Linked DNA regions of Mus musculus: region 1 is linked to region 2. Evidence: chromatin contacts called from public ChIA-PET data. All regions are on one chromosome and are shown on one strand. Each heading gives the region's core, a stretch centred on a gene start, on an enhancer-like site or on the middle of the called end of the contact. The rest is flanking DNA. Distances are from core to core; before and after follow the strand shown.

The links. ChIA-PET counts read pairs in DNA pulled down with a chosen protein or histone mark.
Region 1: an RNA polymerase II ChIA-PET map of memory CD8 T cells shows a contact between it and region 2, with 996 read pairs. The contact joins the promoter of Zc3h13 here to the enhancer-like site in region 2. A contact is called at or near these places in 1 of 39 promoter capture datasets (macrophages), 4 of 484 Hi-C or Micro-C datasets (CD4 T cells, the MNK3 cell line, natural killer cells and 1 more), 5 of 115 datasets of contacts at active chromatin or transcription factors (the 230-238 cell line, the SCID.adh cell line, intestinal villus epithelium and 2 more) and 2 of 9 other capture datasets (adipose tissue and liver).

The regions. Positions count from the first base shown.
Region 1 is chr14:75,282,719-75,285,647 of GRCm38.p6, reverse strand. Zc3h13 (zinc finger CCCH type containing 13) reads right to left here and starts at 1,282. Exons shown (of 19, transcript NM_001359875.1): 1 at 983-1,282. It overlaps Cpb2 (carboxypeptidase B2 (plasma)), which reads right to left. Exons shown (of 11, transcript NM_019775.3): 11 at 2,093-2,417. The coding sequence ends at 2,233.
Region 2 is chr14:75,177,269-75,180,491 of GRCm38.p6, reverse strand. All of the region lies in intron 2 of Lcp1 (lymphocyte cytosolic protein 1), which reads right to left. Among named protein-coding and RNA genes, the nearest start is that of Gm15628, 42 kb to the right of the region's middle. Within about 2 kb of position 1,466, at least 161 of the 459 cell types and tissues checked have an H3K27ac peak or open chromatin away from gene starts, as enhancers often do. A contact at or near this core is called in the 230-238 cell line, the MNK3 cell line, the SCID.adh cell line and 7 more, where this site is marked.

The DNA.
Region 1 (2,929 bases), core at 33-2,532, 110 kb before region 2:
ACACTGAAACTCAAGTTTCAGGGCACAACCGTTTGCACAGAAATTGTGACATTCCTACATCAGCTTGCTAAGTCTCCAGATGAAACTGTCATCTGATATAATCTAACTAAGAAGTTGGAGGTTATTTAAAAATTTATACGTCTGTGTTGCGAAATATTGTTGTTTGGATTCTAAAGCTAGTAATGTTAAGTACTACATAGCAAAACTAAGCATATAGGCAGAGCCGCATAGTGATCTGGACTAACTAAATAAACATATCACAGACTTTTAAACCCTTAAATGCCAAACTTAAAGGTCCAACCTTTTCAAATTATTTTTTTTTGAAATTCACAAACCAGGAGAGACTGTGCACGCCCATAACTGAAAGAGTTCAAATTATCTGAAGACTCCTAATAAAACGAATTAACTTAAGATACTGCCTCTCACAAGCAAGATCCTACCAATATCATCCAAGTATTTTCTTCAACTCTGAATACTTTTCCAGCCACATAAATGTCAACCTGCTTAGCAAGTGATACTGCCAGATATATCTTCTCCTTTCGTTCCAGCTTCCCGTTGCCTGGGAGTATAAAGATAAAACAGTACTCCTACACTCCCAATAGTATTTACTGCAGCCGGGAAATAAGCAAGACCAGGAACAATCAAAAGGACTCTCCTTTCTTCAATAGATCTGGAATACGTGAAGAAGGCAACTCTAAATCCAAGAAACACAACTGCTGCATCCTTTCACCACACACAAATGCGACCACCACACCACGGTATCCGAGTCCGCCTGCTTCCTGACACAGACTGCAGAATCACAACTGGAGCAACAGCCAGATCTAACACCAAGAGCCTCTGCAGAGTCAAGGGTGGGATGCTCAAACAGCGTTCAGAAACACAAGCAGCACAGAACAAGGCGAGCGAGGATGGAGGCCACAGCGCAGGACGCCCACACGAGCCGGGTCCAACGCCTCTTCCCATCCGCTCCCCGAACGCTTACCTCCTCTCCAAGCACCCTTGTAAGCGCAGTCTTCAGGACGTCCCTGACGCCTCAGCTCCGGCTGTCCCCGCGCCCGGCCCCGGGAGGACGACCAAGAGGACGTGCACGCGCGGCTCCCAGGGGCCGGCCCTCCTCAAGCGGGGCGGACGCCGGGAACAGGGAGCAGCGGAGCCGCCCGGATCTTCTCCCAGCTCTGGAGAGCTCCGGACACGAGACGAGAGACGCACAGAAGCCACTGCAGAGCAACGCTAAGACCACAACTCTGCCTGGCCGCTACACTGGCAGCATCTAAAAGCCGACGGAAGTCGCGAGTTTGCCCGACTCCTCCGCAGGCAAGGCAGCTTCCGGCCCCCAGATTAGTCGTCATCGAGTAAGCCCCGCCCCTCTCAGACCACGCCCCCTCGCGTCCGACGCGAGGGCAGTGCGGAGTGTGTTCCTGACGCCTGTTTACTAAGGTCTGGGGACACGGAGTCAGCGTGGGAGGACGGAGATTCTCAGTTGACTGAGATTCTGGTTTTCACCGTTTTCCATCGCATAAAGTGCTACTTTGTTTCGGCAGTAACCACCAGCCTGGTGCGTTTCGAAGCTGCAGATTTTGACAACCGCCCGTCCCCCGCCTGGGCCTGAAGCTGGAGCAGAAATGCACGGATTGCGTTTTCAAGAACAAGAGCAGAGACTGATTAAAATTTTAGGGTGCAAACCCTTGAGGTGCTACAGAGTGCCTTTGCTTTTCCTGCTTGGATCCAATGATCTCCGTAGATTTAGGGTAAAAGTTGCTTAGGAGGAGCTGGAGAGATGGCTCCAGCCGTTAAAAGCGGTTGCAGCTCTTTCAGAGACCAGGTTTGACTCCCATCCCCCACGTGACTGCTGACCACCTTCTGTAACCTTCAGTAACAGCGGTTCCCCATTTTCTTCTGGCCTCTGATGGGGGTCCAGCATAAACCTGGTGCTTAAACTCACACCCTCACGCCCCACCACACACACAGTACATCTTAAAACTGCTTAAGATAGCTGTTCATCATAAATCAAGGGACGGTGGGGTGGGACCAGTAGCTAACCTCTTAGAATAAAAATAATAAAAATAAAAATGTTAAAATACACAGGGGGCCATTTTCACTCTTAAGCTCAAAGTAGTGTGCTTTTTATTCTTCAACAAAACCAAGGAAACTGATTCAACTTAGAAGCTAATGCAACAGTTAAGTGTTGCTGAAATCAATAAAATAAAAATAATGAGAGCGGAGGTTAGGGCATTAAGTGTTCCTGATGACATGCCAAACTATTTTAGAGATGGCGGCCAAAGCTTCTGCACAAGTGGGTTTGATGTATCTCTCAGGCAGCAAGAATCCGTATCTGCCTGTATCTCGGAGCTCAATTGTAAACGAATATTTGATGCCCAAATCATAGATCCAATCGTCAGAACCTCCAGGAGCTAGATCTAAAAGAGACACAAAATATATTTATTTCATAGCAACAAACACTTTATTTCATTGTAGAAACGAAAATAGCTTCCTTCTGGATGTTACCTAAATTTCTTATCTGAAAGTTGTAGTCATCTAAAAGAAACCATGTTAAGAAAGAAAACACATGTTGCCCAGAACTCAACAATAATCTGATTAAGGAGTGATAACTGCCAATAACATTTTAGTACATTTTACAGTGCATGTACTTTCTGTCTTAATTTGTAACATTTCTGGAAGTAATTATTGTAACATTACCAAATGTATCATTATTGTGTTTGAATAGACATTATTTTGAGTCATTTTAAGGGATTGCATTGTAAACTATAGTTGATTCAAATAATTTTGTTGATAAATAACTTAGTTTCTTTAGAATGAGCACCATTGTCCATAAATCAATGTTTCCTACTTCAGTAGCTTTTCTAGAGTTAAAGTTCCTTGACTAAAGTGGTGTACCTTTTACAGTTACCACACTTGTCACCAAGTACTA
Region 2 (3,223 bases), core at 217-2,716:
TGGGTATCTGTGAAGTGGGAAACACCCCCCCTCCACCCCCCTATCAAAAAAAATTCCCGGGGAGAAAATTTACATTAATCTAAACAGTATCATCCTGCTATAACATCTACCATTAGTCATAAAGTCCAATGACTTTATAAAGCTTTTCAGCTCTTCTCAAACATGAGCTAAATGAGGAAATCTCTTAATTTTCTGATTTAGCTTTATTTTGAGATTTGATTGGTACATCCCCTATATGTGCAGAGGGGCCTGCAGTCCTCAGGTGAAAAAAAAAAAAAAAAAAGGAAAAGGCGACTTGAGAATTTTCTAAGAATACAGAGTGATTAAGTAATGTTCCTAACATGTGTACTTGCGTTCACTTCATAAACAAAGGCCTATCTGGGGAATTCAGCTTATGTAAGGATTGCTGGGTAGTATGCCTGTAACTGCATTTAAAATACAATGATGGACTGGTGTCATTTATTTCTGAAGTCTACAGTTACCGTATCATTTCTTATATTTCCCGAAGCCGTTGTCCATTTGGCGCTGTGAGGCTCAAATGAAGACTGGAGCCTTGGAAAAGGAGGGGAGCAAGCTCTGAGGACAATGACTGCCACGTGTCCCCTCAGAGCAGTCGCCACAAGGACTCAGGGAGCATGAAAGTAGGAAGTGAAATCGGAGGCCTTCCTGTTATGTAACGAATTCATTAAAAAAAAAAAAAAAAGTGACAACTATTCATTCCAGTCAATATCTTCAGCAGCCCTGTGCGCCGGCGGAGAGAGGGAACTCCGCTCTATATGTGCGACAGGACAGGGGGGAAAATATTAAGAAGATGCAACGCTGACCTGAAGGCAAAGCCTTAGGCAAACTTCAGTCAGTGGAGGAAGCAAGCTGAGGACCTGCCTTTCCAAGAGGCCCTTGAAAAGTCAGACAATTCAGGGGGAAGATCATTGAAGAAACAGCGAGAAAGAGTGAAACAGCATGGAACTTTCTGGTGGCTTGCGGTCTAGCGCGGCGCCCAGAACCAGAACGTGGGTTGGTAAGACGTGGGAGGGGGAGGGGAGAGGTTCAACAAGAAGGAAGTGGCATGAAAGAAGGCTGAGGAAGTGGGCTGAGGCAAATGCGTGAAGGCACCAAAAATTCTTAGCAAAACTGTTAATGAATCATCCCACCGTTACATGAAATGTGCCAAGGAACCTATTTATGAATATCAAACTCCTTTGGGGTGTCTGGCGATTTTTTTCCTTTCTCTGTCTTGAACACCTGTACACACACACTCTCTCTGTCTCTGCTCTCTCTCTTCTCCTTCACACACACACACACACACACACACACACACACACATTAGGCTTTTCGATGTGTCTCCAGGATGATAGCTTCTCCCAGCATGCTCCACGGAAGGCGGACCCTGCAGCCAGCACAGTCCCGGGGCACCCGAAATCCAGACCAACTCCTGCCCCACCCTGACCCTTGTGCCCTTGGACCTTAGGTAACTTCAGCTCACTCCCGATAGCTCAAGGCACTGGAGAGGATTCCAGGAAGTCATGTGGTTACACAAACTAAGCACTTAAAAGTAACCGCATTGGTGGCAGTCGGCTCTCCAGCTTTACACATTCCATATCCACAAACTCGATTAAGTTCAGATGAAACATTCTAAAAAAAAAGAGTTGGACGTGCACAGCCAGAATACACACTAACATTTTCCTTCTTACCACTCCGCCCCCCCCCTCCGCCCCCCAGGTCGATACAGTACAGGGTTCTACATTTGAGCGGCCTGAGCATGCGCATCTCTGAGGCCCTGCACAGGTCCCCTTCCTGTTCTAGTTTAAACACACGCGCGGGCCACCCTTCTCCAAACGGTTCTGAGGTAGAAGTATCAATCAGGTTAAAACACTGGGATCCTTTTTAATCTAACAGTCCTGACTGTTGCAAGGTACAACATACAAAGGAGACGAAGTTTAAAACACTCCTGCCAGACAGGGACTGCTAACGAAATGTCATCAGAGACCACTGCAAACTGCCACCGTAGAACCTGAGGTCCGGAAGAGCCCTCCCTCCCTCGTGCTGCTACCATGAGTAAGACGCTGTGCTCTGTAGGCAGGCATGGCAGGTGGATGCTTCAGCAAGCCAAACGTGGTTGGCACTAACTCTGCCATATTCAGTGTTATTCCTTCCCAAATGTAAGGGGGAAATGTTGACAAGCCTTCACAGCATTTTTTTTTAAATTACATTCTTATTACTATCTCTGATGAAAATCTTTGGAGTACGTTTTTTTTCCCCCTAGTATTTTCTGGACCTTAAGCCTCTCCTCCGGAGACCCCACTGTTTTTTGGGTTAGTTTTACTTTTTGCCTTGAAACCAGCCAGGCAGATGAGTACTGCAAGTAAAGAAAGATTAATGGCCAGACACCAAAACTTCCAGAAATTCACTCTTCATAGAAAAAAGTGGTGAATTCCATTTAAATTTAGCTATGCAGACATCCTTTTTTAAAAAGTTCATTTAATAGAAGCCAATTACAGTAAATTCTTGGTAAATTTGACCTCAAGGTGTGTGTTGACAAGTCATCACTTTTTTTTTCTTTTTCTTGTTTTGGTTTTTTGTTGTTGTTGTTGTTTGTTTGTTTGTTTGTCTTGCTTCTGATTTTGGTTTTAAGTTGTCCTGCTAGAGTGGTTTCCAACAGTTAGAAACACAGGTTTTCACCATGTGTGCAGGACAGTGTATATGTAACATCAGTCCTGGGCTTGACTGACAGTTCTAAATGAATACAAGCTGAGAGATGGTACAATACTTCGAGGCTATATGCTTCAGTCGCTTAAAAGAATTCCCTGTGTAGACAGGACCTTTCCTCCAAAATGTAGAGACATTCATTTGCATGGCCTTCAGCCTTAACAAATAATCCAGACAGCCCTACAAGAAGTAGCAGAAGCCAGCAACACAATTGCTCTTGTTTTTTGGAGACTGAATGGAGAAGACCTCTCATATTTTGTGTAGTCAGAAAACATGGGCATTAAAAACCTCATTGTCAAAAATCACTCACACTGCCAGGCCACCCTTGGTAACATACGACCTAAGATGTTAACATATCCACCAACTGACTCTAAGGAAGATTTAAAAAAAAAAGGAAAAACAACCACAGAAGCTAAAATTAAACCACCTCCATTAGAATTACTAGCAGCACAGTCTAAATGATCAATACGCTCTTTCCCGAAAACATCTTAAAGTTGACCAAATGAGAGTAAATAGC